2 separate regions of the Mus musculus genome follow, and region 2 is linked to region 1. Evidence: chromatin contacts called from public HiChIP or PLAC-seq data. All regions are on one chromosome and are shown on one strand. The core of a region is the stretch at or near the end of the contact, and the rest is flanking DNA. Distances in the headings are between cores, read along the strand shown.

Evidence for each region. HiChIP or PLAC-seq counts read pairs in DNA pulled down with a chosen protein or histone mark.
Region 2: a contact with region 1 is called in an H3K4me3 HiChIP or PLAC-seq map of embryonic stem cells, with 25 read pairs. The contact joins the enhancer-like site here to the promoter of Dscc1 in region 1. A contact is called at or near these places in 6 of 39 promoter capture datasets (the 3T3-L1 cell line, embryonic stem cells, liver and 2 more), 4 of 115 datasets of contacts at active chromatin or transcription factors (all in embryonic stem cells) and 3 of 9 other capture datasets (adipose tissue, liver and pancreatic islet).

Annotation. Positions count from the first base shown.
Region 1 is chr15:55,089,036-55,092,217 of GRCm38.p6, reverse strand. It overlaps Dscc1 (DNA replication and sister chromatid cohesion 1), which reads left to right and starts at 1,727. Exons shown (of 9, transcript NM_183089.3): 1 at 1,727-1,992; 2 at 3,095-3,182. The coding sequence starts at 1,793. The region is part of intron 2 of Gm41325 (a long non-coding RNA gene); the gene reads right to left.
Region 2 is chr15:55,220,952-55,224,356 of GRCm38.p6, reverse strand. All of the region lies in intron 8 of Deptor (DEP domain containing MTOR-interacting protein), which reads right to left. Among named protein-coding and RNA genes, the nearest start is that of Gm26296, 40 kb to the left of the region's middle. Within about 2 kb of position 2,141, at least 13 of the 459 cell types and tissues checked have an H3K27ac peak or open chromatin away from gene starts, as enhancers often do. A contact at or near this core is called in embryonic stem cells, where this site is marked.

The DNA of each region.
Region 1 (3,182 bases), core at 478-2,977:
TGGATCAAGATGTAGAACTCTTGGCTCTTCCAGTCTCCCTGCATACTACCATACTTCCTGCCATGATGATAATGGACTGAACCTCCAAAACTGTAAGCTATTCCCAATTAAGTGTTTTCCCTTATAAGAGTTGCCTTGGTCATGAGGTTGCTTCATAGCAATGAAACTCCAACTAAGACACTATCCTACAGTATCCTTAATTTTTAAAATTTTATTATTGTGTGTGTGGGTGCACACTTGTTATGGCACATGTGTGGCAGTCAGAGGGCAACTTTCAGAGTTGGGTCTCTTCTTCCACTATATCTTCTGGAGACTGAAGTCAGCTTATCATCTTGCATGGCAAGCACTTTTAACTTTGAGCCATCTTAGTGATAGCCACTAATAAATTCGTGGTACTTTCATATTCAGGATATTGTTCCATCATTTTTCTTATTCGATCCGATTTTTGTTTTTTTTTGTTTTGTGTGTGTGTGTGTGTGTGTGTGTGTGTGAGAGAGAGAGAGAGGGGGGGGGTCTATTTAGCCTTGACTGGCTTGAAGCTCACTATGTAGACCAGAATGGCCTCGAACTCAGATCCGCCAGCCTCTGCCTCCTGAGTGCTGGAACTAAACTACCCTTTGGCAACTCAGATGTTTTTGCTTGTTGTTTTTCTAGACAATGTTACTCTGTGTAGCCTTGGCTGTCCTGGAACTTGCTCTATAGTCCAGGCTGGTCTAGAATTCAGAGGTCCTCCCTTTGCCTCCTGAGTGCTGGGATTAAAGGTATGGTGCCAGCACTACCTGGCTCATGTCGGTTTTTAACCTGATGGACTGGGGTCACCTTGGCCTCCCTTTTTATTTATTCATTTGTTTGTTTTACAGGAAGGAGTGAGAAACCACCCTCTCTGAAGACAATTATTCCTCTTACTGTTTCAACTTTTATGGGTGGCCAGTCTGCAGGGGTCTGCCGGCAGCATCCCTTAGAGAGCTCGCACATCAGTTTCAGGTGCATGGATGTGAGTCTATGAATGGGTTTTCATCTTAAAACAGTTTCACGTCATTGTAAACTTTGGTCAAGAAAACATCACACCCTGTAATGCTGAGTTAGCCAGACTCTCCCAGGAGCATACCAGGCGGGCTGTTTCTGTGTAGAAGTCTCAAGCGCCACTTAGCACAAATGAAGTATTTAACGAACGGGAGGCAAGCTACCTTCCATCTAGGATGGTCTCGAAGTCCAAACAAATGACATCTTATTCTGCCAGGATCTGGTTCTTGGTCCTGCACAACACTGGGCAGGCTATTTTGGAACCACCATACATACATCAAGCTGGATTCAGACTTTGCCATCTCAAGGCTGCGCCACCATTGGCAAGCATTCTGCTCGCTTCTGCATGACAGGATCGACAGGATCCTGCCTTACTGGGTTGTTTTAACGGCTTAATGAAATTCTGCACAGACATAGCTCATCACGGGACCCACCGCAGCAGGCGAGGAAAAGGAGCTTTGGCGGGAAAGAAGGGGGTGGGCACAGGGTGGCGGAAGGGGTGAGTGCAAGAGCCGTGCTTGGCCCCGTGGGGACCCAGAATTGCTAACAGGACCTTCCTGGAGTCCTCATGGGGGAAACCGTGCTTCTCCCCAGCAACCGGGGACTTGCACGCTGTCAGTGGGCTGCAGAAGGACTCGCGAGTCCAGATACTTTCCGACTTCCTCGGGACACGCCCCGTCCCGCCCCGGAAGTCGGCTCGGGCGGATTTGGCGCGCTTTTGAAGTCCCGGGAGTTTAGGTCGAGGACACACCCCTCTCCGTGCTGCGAGATGTCCCCGCCGAGCGCTTCCCGGAGGACCCGCGAGGAAGTGGACGCGACGCTGCAGGTTGCCAAGCTGAACGCCACCGAGCTGCTGCCCACGGTGCACTGCCTGAGCTTCAGCTCCGGGACCGGCGGCGCGGCCACCGGCGACTTCTGCCTGCTGGAGCTGGAACCAGCACTGTGCCAGCAGCTGGAGGCCGGGGACAGGTGAGCCGGGATGGTGGGGCTCGGGAGCGCCGATTCCCCGGCCTCAAAGAGGCCGCCTACCCGCCCGGCGTAGCCCGGGGAACTCGGAAGGAGGAACTGGTGCAGAGAGTTGCTTTGATTGGGCCCGTACAGGCCGATGGGCGGGTCCTCAGCTTGCTGTCATCTGTCAGGAGGATTCAGCATTTGCTAGACTGCCTTGTTAGCAGGACTCCAGGGAATTTAGAGCCAGGTGTCAGCGGGGGAGTGTCAAGAAGGAAGCTCCAGGGAGCTTTGGAGGGCTCAGTACTGATGCCAAGTACTCCACAGAAACACTCGTTCAATCTCAGAATGTAGTAGCAGTGCCTGTAGAGAGAGTTCTTGGCTTGCCACTTGGGTTTCTTCTCCTTGAACCGCAGATGGGACAAACGAGACAGAAGTTTAAAGCCTAATGCAGACTGCTGCGTGTAGCCCGGGGGTTGGTTGGGGTCACTTACTGAAGATCTGGATCTGTTTTTAATTCCGGGTCAACTACAAAGTTGCTGCCAAGACCTTGGATTTTAAATCCTAGGCTGAGATCATGTCTTTTATGGCAAGCACAAAGCTGAGTGACTGAACTGCAAGTGGGCAAGGCTCTTACTCTCAGAGCTCCCCCTCAGTGACATACTTCCTCCAGTAAGGCTACACCTCCCAACCCCTCCTCAGATAGGGCTGTGGACTGGGGACTAAGTGTTCAAATGTCTGAGCCTGTGTTTGGGGGCGGGGTCCTCTTTCAAAGCACCACACTCCCAAGGTTTAATTTTAAATCTAGAAGCCACAGGATTTGGGACTTATTTTTTCTTTCTTTCTTTCTTTTTTTTTAGATTTATTTATTTATTATATGTAAGTACACTGTAGCTGTCCTCAGACACCCCAGAAGAGGGCATCAGATCTCTTATGGGTGGTTGGGAGCCACCATGTGGTTGTTGGGATTTGAACTCAGGACTCAGGACCTCTGGAAGAGCAGTCAGTGCTCTTAATCGCTGAGCCATCTCTCTAGTCCCCGATTTGGGAGTTATTTAAAGTGAGCTATCCACTAGAGTCTCAATAAGCCATGTCTTTACCCCCCCCCTCCATTTGCCTGTAGCTTTGTGATTAGAGGAGATAAGGATGAACAGGCTGTGTTGTGCAGTAAAGACAAAACCTACGACCTGAAGATAGCAGACACATCCAAC
Region 2 (3,405 bases), core at 892-3,391, 130 kb before region 1:
CAAACAAGGGGAGGAAGTAAGCCAACATCCATCAACTCAGCACAGCAGGAAACAAGAAAAGGAGCCAGGAGTCTAGAAGTGCCTGTGAGACTTGGCATAGGCCAGCAGGAACACTCAAGTGCTGATTCTCACAGATCTAATTATTCTCGAAAGAAGGGAGGGAGGGAGGGGGAGAGAGAGAGAGAGAGAGAGAGAGAGAGAGGGAGAGAGAGAAGACCTTGGACTTCTCTGGTTCTGTCTTTGTAAGAATGGCACAAGTCTGAGGGAGCCTGAAGGTTGAATGGTTTGCTCTAACAAGGGCTTGATACAAGGGCTTGATTAAACAAACAAAAGGGAGTGTTTTGGAGTGTTCCCTTGGGTGACCCTGTAAGATCTAGTTCTGGTCCAAGTGAGAGGCTGAAGCCAAGAACAAGTTATTTATTTGATCTTCTTCAAACCAATCCAGGTGAGCATGTGACCATTCTCATCCCCCCCCCCCCTCTCTCCCTCTCCTGCTCCCGCTCCCCCTGTGTGTGTGTGTGTCTGTCTGTTTTTCTTTCTCCTTGCTCTTTCCCTTTCTGTCTCTGTCCTTTTGGTTTTTCAAGACAGGGTTTCTCTGTATAGCCCTGGATGTCCTGGACCTCATTCTGTAGACCAGGCTGGCCTGGAACTCATAGAGATCCAAATGCCTCTGCTTCTCTTGTGCCGGGACCAAAGGTGTTCAACACTACCCTCAGCTATAGCACGTGACCATTCTATAAACATGTTTGAAAAGAATATAAATTCCCTTCTGTAGGAGACATGCAAGGTTATGCACCCTTAAGTACTTCACCACACATTTAATGACCTACTGGGACTTACCAATTACTGTGCTCTGCCTCAACAGTTTCTATATCTTGAAATAACATCTTTGTTCTAACTTAGGCAACATAATAAATAGTATCCTGGCTACCCTGGAGTAGATAAGTAAAACTCTGTCTCAAAACAGCAGCAGCAGCAGCAACAACAACCACCAACATCACCAGCAGCATGATAATTTGAATCTAGCCCTGACATTTATATGCTGAGTGACACTGGGAAAGGGATTAACTGGGTCCTTATCTCCTCAGTTATAAAGTAGGGAGGTTTTTTTCCAAACATCCTCATAAGAGGTTGGAAAAATCAAAGAGATCATGGCTATAAAATATCTGAAGCCATGATGCAAATGCTAAGTACCCAAATTCTGATGTAGATAATAAGTACCCGCCCGGGTTCCCTGACCCCTTTTACAAAAAAATACCATTAGATCTGTCAATAATTCTGCTTCAGTGCCAGGGATTATCCTAGATACTTGGACGACAGTTATTTAGACAGAGAATAAACCTTGGTGTAGGCACTGGAGATTAAAAATTTAAAAAAAAACTTTTTTTTCCAGATCCTGGTTATACAGAAAACAAGACAAGAACGATGGGTTGAATATTTGTGTGCTACTCCCCTAGGGTAGGATGGGGTCAGTAGGCAGGGCCTGCAGGAGGGCATCGTGCAGGCATCCTCATGAGTAGGATTAGTAGTTTATATCAGGTGATGGGAGAACTTGCACTTGCTCCAGTAAAAAACAAACAAAACAAAACCAAAACACACACAAGTACACACATACACACAAACAAAAAAACCAACCAACCAACCATCCGTCTGTCCGTCCATCCATCCATCCATCCATCCATCCATCCATCCATCCATCCATCCAACCAAACCCCCAAAATCCAAAGCAATTCAAGCCCAGCAACAGGACAGTGTAAACTAAGAAGCTGTACCACACACAGAATCGACCAGAACCTTGATCTTGGACTTTCAAACAAATGTTTGATGGTTTAAACTTCTGCAGCCTATGGGATTTTTGTCACAGCCTAGGATGACTAAACAGCAGGGCTACACAATAAAGAGCAAGCAGGGAACGACTGGGAGAGCTCTCACAGTGTAGTGAAGGAAGGCTTCGCTGAGACAGGAACATAGAATCTCAGACTTGAAAGATAACAGTGGTTCCAGCCTACTTAGCCAGGGCAGGAGTTAACCTAGTGTTTGGAAGTTACAGAGAAAGACAATAGGACTACAATACAGGGCAGGGTATGAGGTTTTGATAGGGCCCAAGAACAAAGGACTCGCTAGCTACATCTTGGCGTTTAATCTCATGGCAACAGGAAGCCATTAGTGTGCATTAAGTGCCAGAGCTACTTCATTAGACTTACTGAATAGCCAGACAGGGAGGTTATTTGTGAAATGCAAAGACTGGGACTGAACTTGGGACTATGGAAGTCTACGAAAAGATCACAAATTCAGTGGATTCTAGACTCAGGGCTAGCAGTGATGTGAGAGCAAAGGAATGGTGTGTGACATGTGGTTAGAGTCCACAGCACACTTATTTGACTGCAGTCTACAAGAGAGTGAGAAAGAATCGACTGACTTCCTCAGTAAAGTGGCAGGGAAAAAAGAAAGGATGGGATGGGTTCAGTTGTAGAGTGCTTGCCTTGCACTTACAAAATGACATTATATAAATAAAATGACTTATAAAATGACAATGGTGATCAGAATCACTGCCATCCCAGCACCAGGTGGGGGTAGTAGCAGAAGTAGCAAAACCAAGGTCATCTTCCACTACTTAGCAAGTTCAAAGCCAGGCTGAAATACATCAGGAAAAAAAGAGAAAGAAAGAGGAGGGGAAGGGAGAGATGGAAGGGGGAGGAAAAAAAAAACCTTTATAAACTTGGAGCAGCTCAGATTCAAAGATATTGGCTGGAAGCTCTTGAAGTATTAACGAGGGAACCTAGCACCCATTGTCACCAGTCTGGGACCTGTCCTATCCTCATATGGATGGACCACACTCTGAAGCATTCTGATCCCCTAACAAGGTGACAGAGATGCGATGGAGAGGGAAATGGTAAGCACCCATAACGTGTGAGATGACCTGCTCTAAGCACTTAAGGCAGTAAAACTATGTGGTTCCCGAGACCGTAAAACTCTCCTGAATGAGAGAGTCACAGTGGCCAGATGTAGGGCTGTATCCCCACAAACAGAAAGAGACAAGGAGAAAGTCAGAGGCCTGACATAATGGGTTTTAATTACTTGGGTTACATTTCTAACAGAAACTCCGAGCTGGAGGATATGTTGAATTGGGCTCAAAGTTTCAAGGACCTTAATCCATTACTCGGGAAGGCGAGTATGGAACAAGGACCCAGGTCAGTGTAACTCTTCACGATGTAAACAACCAGGAAATAGAGGCTCAAGCACCCTTACCTGCTGTTTCTCTTGCCCACAACTGTCATTTAATGGAAATGAAATTATTCTATCTGGGCCAGGCATGGTGGCGCACACCTTTAATCCCAGCACTCAGGAGGCAGAGGCAGGGGGATTTCTGAGTTCGAGGCCAGCCTGGTCTACAGAATGAGTTCC